Linked DNA regions of Sus scrofa: region 2 is linked to region 1. A link is a contact called in public Hi-C data. All regions are on one chromosome and are shown on one strand. The core of a region is the stretch at or near the end of the contact, and the rest is flanking DNA. Distances in the headings are between cores, read along the strand shown.

Region 1 (3,435 bases), core at 527-3,026:
CTTCACAAGCCTGAGGATGGCGGGGGATTAGGAGGTTTGCCCGAGAGAGCAGGTGTGGTTCCCACTTCACACCTTTCATTGACTGTGACTTTGAACCAGGAAATTGAGAAAAGCATTGCAGAGGTGTTTGCCTAATAATTTTGGTTTTTATGTGTTCATCTTTTCCTCATTGCATTTGGAGGGTGAAATGGAAAAGGGTAGTAACTCCTGAATCATTCGCTTTATTCAAGACCCTTGAAAAACGTTTGTGTGCCTCATTTGAAAATTAAGATGTTTGGTATGCCTCTGTGGTCTTTTATTTTATGACTTATTCATTATTTTATTACACCCTTGAGTATCTTTATAAGGAAAAAAATAACCCAGTAAATTTGAACTCTTTGACTCGGCACCAGCCCACTTCCTACTTTGGTTCGCTTACATGTCATTTTACATGTTTTGCGATTCCTGTGTGTGCGGTTTTGCCACCTTTTATAGATTTGATACTTCGGCGGGTCTCCCACATCTGCACGCTCATCACTTTAAATAGCTGTGTAGTATTTTATTCTGCGGCTCCTCTGTGCCTTGCTGAGCCATTTCCCCATCGTTTCCAGTTTTCCACTCTTAAAGATGGTGCTACTGGCTGTTTCTTTGTGGAAATGTGGAGTTTTTTCCCCTTGGGATCCCAAGTTCCTAGAAAGTTGCTTTTTCTCTAGGGAGCTGTCCTGGAGTGGGGAGGATGCAGCCATGTGGAGCCTGGGCATTTCTGCCGGTCAGCAGAGAAGGCGGAGGCCAGTGTGACTTTCCCAGCCCCAGTGTCCTATGGAAAACTCCAGCGTGCAGTTCACTGCTGATTCAGGCACAGGCCTTCAGGGCCGGGCCGGCTGTGCCAGTCTTCTGTCCCTGCTCGGCTCCGAGCATGTTGAGTTTTTATTATTTCAGAGAAGAAGGAAACTCGCTGCCTGCTGTCACAGGGCGAAGCCTAGTTCTGATGCAGAGAGAGATGCTTTCCGATGGAGACATGAGGTACCGAATTCCCTCTCTCCTCTCCGTCCTGTCCTGAGCTGGGGATGCCCTCTCCTGAAATCTTGAAACCATGAATGAATCATCCCAAAGATATTTAGACAAAGCAGCTATGAAAACCAGAGCTCTAGTTCCGAATGGAGCAGCCCCCAGGGGAAGTGTGTGCCTGGTGGTATGTTTACTTTCGTGCTGATGAATGTCTGCAAACAGACGGAGCTACTGGGAATCCTATTCAGGGAGACACTTTAGAAAATAAATAGGAGCGGGTTTGCCTGCTTCTCTTCCCTTCCAAATATAGAAAGGTATAATTCACGTTTCAAGGAGCCTAGGGGATCTGTAAGAAGATAAAACCTGTATTTATCCATTCTGGTGATGGGGGGGGGAATTATACTTGTACCCAGAGTGGATTATAAAAAATGTTCGTGCCCTTTCTAAGGTTTTTCACTGCTTGGTGAGGTGGGCACAGTGGGGTTTTTTTTTTCCCCCCTATAATGTTTTCTGGTACAAATTACTGTACCAGTCTCTGTAAGGAAGTCTTTTTATATAAATAACCCATCAGAGCTTGGTTGTCATTTTTTGCCTCTTGATTTTGGTGAAATGACCGAGTTGGCCTAGCACTGTGAAATTTGAGCCTCCCCCCGCCCCCCCAAAAAATGGCTCTTGACCTAAGAAGTGAGGATAATCTAGTTCCTTCCTGATAATCAATGCTGGCGTTCTCTGTGTTTGGAGCAGAGGTCTGAGCTTACTGGAAAGCATCTGGGCAATGAAGTGCTGGCACTTGCCCGTGTTAGTGAGGACATACAACACCAGGAAACGTGAAGCATGGTTAGGTTAGGAAGCACCACAGTCAACCAGCCTGTTTCTGTAAATTAACTGCCTGTTGTATTTTAGTGCACCCTTGAACACACTTCCCAAGTCAGGAGTTCTACCAGACTTTCCTGGTGGCCATGAACTAGTTTCTCTGCCCTAACCAAGCACAGTGATTTCATGGCCAGATTTATTTTTGTTTAAATCTGCAACCAGTTGTGGAACACATGAGCTTTTAAGAGGATTTGGAACTTTTAATTCTCTGGTCTGAATTATCATAGCCTTGCACTTAACGGCAGCTTTCACAACCAGAATCCTGTGTTTCTCTTTAGCGTAGTGATCTTGGCTCTTGTGGGAGGGAGTTCCCGCTGTAGCAGAGCAAAACGAACCTGAGTAGTATCCGTGAGGATGAGGATTCGATCCCTGGCCTCACTCAGTGGGTTGAGGATCTGGTGTTGCCGTGAGCTGTGGTGTAGCTTGCAGATTCAGCTCTGATCTGGAGTTGAATAGCTGTGCCATAGGCCAGCAGCTGTAGCTCTGGTTTGACCCCTAGGCTGGGGCTTCCATGTGCCACAGGTGTGGCCCTAAAAAAAAAAAAAAGTAATTTTGACCAATGCGTTTGGAATGTAAAAAGGTCAAGTTAAAGACTGAGTGTATCAGCAGAAAATTAGCAAAGGGAGGGGACAAAATGGGGCCTGGGGCATAGAATGGGAAGTGATAGAATCTGGCTTTAAAAATACCCTGTCCGGGGAGTTCCCCAATGGTCTAGTGGTTAGGATTTGATGCTTTCACCATTGCAGCCCAGGTCCAACCCCTGGTCTGGGAACTGAGAGCCTTCATAAAGCCGCTGTGTGTTTCAGCCAAAAAAACAAAAACCCAGACCAACTTTAATTTGTTGCATCTTTCCATATCTCTCATTTGTACTTTGCAGAACGAATGGAGGTAATAATTATTAACACACTTGCTAAAGCGTAAAACAATATTAAAAACTACTAATGATACTTGTTCCTGGTGACTTAGAGCACATCTATAATTCCTCCACCTTTTCTCAGATTCAGGAGAAAGGCTGGCTTCTGCTGATCTGGACTTGAAAGAAGCACAGGTGCCCACCTGTTGGGGTCTGTGTCATGGCCGCTCTCTCATGTTCCAGCATCTTCTGCAGAAAGGCCAAATGAACCCGGGACAAGGAGAACAGCCACTTTTAGAAAATCTTATCTTTGGGGAAGGATAGCCAGCTGTAGAAGTTTCTAATTGGGAACTCTGAAAGCTTCTTATCATTCTCCATTCCCTCCTGGCCCCTACTCGGTGCTGAGCCATGGACCGGTGCCATCTCTTGGCAGTTGGCTAATTAATTAGCACTATCTCTTTGGAGCCCTTGAGGGCCTTGCTTCTGTCCAATAGCAGTTGTTTATCTGATGCTCTGCTTGGCTCCAGCCATTGATCTCCGAACAGACAGTAAGTCTTGATGAGCTGCTAACACTGGGATCTCGGCTCTCACCTCCCCTCACTGTGCTGAGAGTGAGATATGGGTACACCAGGGCGGTGCTGGGGACTCACCAAACTTGGTACAAACAAAGGAGGGTATGGATGGCATTGGTTGCAAAGTGGCATTTCCTGGAAACATTTTGG
Region 2 (3,435 bases), core at 294-2,793, 92 kb after region 1:
AGTTAAAAAGTCCCTCTGTGACTGAAGTGAACATTCCACTGTGGGAAGTTTCTGGATGCCTCAGAAGAGATAAAGGCAAATGCTTTGTTTCAAAAAAAAAAAAAAAAAAAAAAAAAAAGGTCTAATTTCATCATCTGTTGCCTTCTCCTTCCTGTTCTCCCTACCCCCCTTCCTCCTCCCCACTCCTGTTCTTCTTCTTCCTTTTCCTCTTCTCTCTCCTCCTCTTCTTCGTCCACCTCCTCCCTCTCCCTCCTCCTCCTCCATTTCCCGTTCCCCCGTCTCTTCTCTCCCTCCTCCTCTTCTTCCCTCCTTTCTGGCTCCCTTAGGCACCCTGTTCTTTTCTTCTTCCGCTCTTCAACCTCCTTTTCCACAAGCTGTTGCAAAGTCTGCCAGGTGACTATTTTTAAGAAGATGGAATAGGTAGAAAGAATCAACTGCTAGCGGAACTTAACAGGTGAGACTCAGAACCTCCAAAAAGCTGAGAGACTGCTGTCTGCAGGCTTGGCATTATCTGGGAATACATTACCTTTCTTATTTTTAGGATGAATACGCCAGGAGTGTGCAAAGTGGTGGAGAAATTCAGTAGCACACCCCTGCTCAGCTCTGACCAAGGAAGCCCTTCCTCCCCATCCAGTCCACGCAAACACACCCATTACCAGGAACAGGCAAACATGCAATGTCCACAGGGTCACCGGTGTCCCACCAGACTCAAAGCCAACACAAGCAGGCGCTAAGACTCTGCCACAAAGACAGCCTCCAGGAACGGATTAGCAAGATTAGTCACCAGGGTAACTCACAGCCTAAGAACAGCAGAGCTTTTGAAGTAGCGGTTGGGGTATGGAAGGGTAGCAAGACAAACTTAAGAGGTTGCTAACACAGACAAAGCTATTTACAAGCAAGGTCTTTCATTCTTTTATCGGTGAAGAAAACCAGCTGCCCTGTAGTCTTGACACTGAACGCTGACCAGTAAAATGGCAGTTGGTTAGCAACATCCTCTCTCACCAAGCCAGGAAATGATGAAAAATTGTCTCCATGGACTTCTTTAGGGATAAACAGAGGGTAATGCTTATTATCCTTTGAACATTTAGCTGTTGGGAAAGATAGGAGTTGCCAGCATAGTTGAACAATTATCAGGGGGGGTTGCATGCTGGTGTGTTTGGATCCATCTAACTTGCAGTTGAAAAGCCATCTCCAGAGAGTGATTGAGAGAGAAAGGGAGACACATAGAGTGAGAAAAGAATGGAACTTTAAAAAATCACTCTTTTTTTTTTCCCCAAAGCAGAATAGCTCTGTCCTCTTGTGCTCCCACTGGGGGTCAGACCTCTGCATCGACACTGGTCTTGCTTTGCCTTCTAAGGAATTAAGCCCAGGTTCTGTCTGGGAACCTGGCTGCCTTAAGCCTACAGAGGGAATCCTGTGTATATGGAAGGGAACAGGATGCAAAATTTTCTCCCACAAGTAGGAAATAAGTGAGTACTTCCTCAGGGTCACTCAACTTCTAATTCTCCCCAAAGCCACCCCAAACCTTCAGCCATATCCTTCTCGTTGATGCCTTTGGATCATCCATTTATTCCAAGAGTAGGGGAGGAGCGGGCACTGCCATGTGTTATTAACCAACAGAATTACAGAGGAGTTTCCATAGATCTGCCAACCTGCTACTGTACTGCGTCTCTAGGCTGAATGTGGACACCGCGGTTTTAAACTGTAAGTCGTTGTTGGCAGCTGCTATAATACACGGGTCTTAGCAGTTGCCTGCATTGACACCTTGCTTATCAAAATGAATAATCTGCATCTGTGGATGTGTTCTGCTCCTATGTGTTCACTATGCCCTGAGAATCCTGAAGAAAGAATGAGCTCTGCTCACCCACCTTTCATTCACTGACTGATGGGCTGGTCTGTTGCTATTGGCTTCTGGCCCCATTTTAGAGTCAATGCAACCCCTTTAGTTCGTACCACTCTAAGGGACCAATTCTTCCATTGCTCCATCTCCGAGGCCCCAAATTTAAGCTGGAGGAAATTATACTATTTGTTTGTGTGTGTGTGCACATATATATATACACACACTTACATCCACATATATATTTAATTTAATGTATTTATATTTAATTTAAATGCATTTACATTAAATGATAAAAAGGAGTTCCCTGGTGGCTCAGCAGCTTAAGGATCTGGCATTGTCACTATGGTGGTGCAGGTTGGATCCCTGGCCTGGGAACTTCTGCACACTACAGGCATGGCCTAAAGAAATAAATTGGTTTAAGACATTTTCTCCTCTGACATGTTTTAATACCATAGACCAAATTTATTTTGAGAAGTAGCTTGACCAAAACTATCTTGTTCAAGTCCTGGGAAAGCATGAAGCACTCCGAAAAAACAGCAAGTGAGCTAGCAGACTCACAAAAGTACAGAGGCATGACCTAGAGATCCATCAGCTCTCTCATCTAGCAGAGGAAGCAAACCTTGTTTTAGTAGTTCAGGGAAGTGAATTTATTTGCACGAGGTCACAAAATTAGTGGCAGAACCAGGCCCAAATTGTAGTTTCTGGACACGAAGCCCCCAATTTTCTTGACTGCACCTGTTACATCAGCAGTATCTCTTCTCAAAGAATCCTAAATTAATTGCTGGTTGTATGATGATGATACCCAAGGCCTGTTTGCAACACTAACCCTTTACTCCTTTGATCCTCATGTTATGATGTTCGTATTCCCAGCCCACTTGATTAGTTTCACCATGTTTAATTGGAGCTGGAAATTTTCCCCTCTTTCTTTGATTGGTGGCCATTTCTACCAAAAGGTTTTCGTCGTCAAATAGCTGTGCTGAGGAGGGAGGGTGCTTTACCCACTCATATTCATCTCTGAAAGGGACTTAAGACATCCATCACTTTATCCGCTCATGTCCGGGCTTCTATGGCAGGGACCATCATGCTTTCCTGGAAATATCTCCAGTGTTTTCCAAGTGTGGGGTCTTATACTCTCCCCCCAAACTCCCAACAGTGTCAGTGTCTGTCTGAGGTTTCTCATTGATTCACAGACTTACTGAATAACTGTGAAGGCCTGCATTTGTCATTGAAAATTTTTTTTCATTTTTTGGCTGCCCCATGGCATATGGAGTTCCCAGGCCAGGAATCAGATCCCAGCCACAGCTGGGGCAACCTGAGATCCTTAACTCACTGTGCCAGGCCTGGGATGGAACCTGCATCTCTGGGCGTCAGAAATGCCACCAATCCTGTCGTACCACAGAGGGAACTCGTGTTATTGAAATTTATAGCCCATACATGGTCCCTGCCACCAGAAAGGTGCTCAGTGGTGTTTGAGTAAATGTTTTGATGACAAAACAGGTGTTACACAATTAGAAATGTTTTGCTTAAACACCCCTACAAGCTGCCATAAAACAATTGTGCTCTTTATGTTCCTTTGTAATTTACCAAAACCTTAT

Evidence for each region. Hi-C and Micro-C count contacts between places; a contact is called where the count stands out from the background.
Region 2: a Hi-C map of liver shows a contact between it and region 1, with 1.7 times the contacts expected there. The contact joins two enhancer-like sites. A contact is called at or near these places in 6 of 47 Hi-C or Micro-C datasets (alveolar macrophages, fetal heart ventricle, heart right ventricle and 2 more) and 1 of 2 datasets of contacts at active chromatin or transcription factors (skeletal muscle).

What each region holds. Positions count from the first base shown.
Region 1 is chr14:124,035,530-124,038,964 of Sscrofa11.1, forward strand. The region is part of intron 2 of CASP7 (caspase-7); the gene reads left to right. Among named protein-coding and RNA genes, the nearest start is that of CASP7, 19 kb to the left of the region's middle. Within about 2 kb of position 1,777, at least 8 of the 83 cell types and tissues checked have an H3K27ac peak or open chromatin away from gene starts, as enhancers often do. A contact at or near this core is called in liver, where this site is marked.
Region 2 is chr14:124,127,713-124,131,147 of Sscrofa11.1, forward strand. No RefSeq gene overlaps it. Among named protein-coding and RNA genes, the nearest start is that of DCLRE1A, 33 kb to the right of the region's middle. Within about 2 kb of position 1,544, at least 11 of the 83 cell types and tissues checked have an H3K27ac peak or open chromatin away from gene starts, as enhancers often do. A contact at or near this core is called in liver, where this site is marked.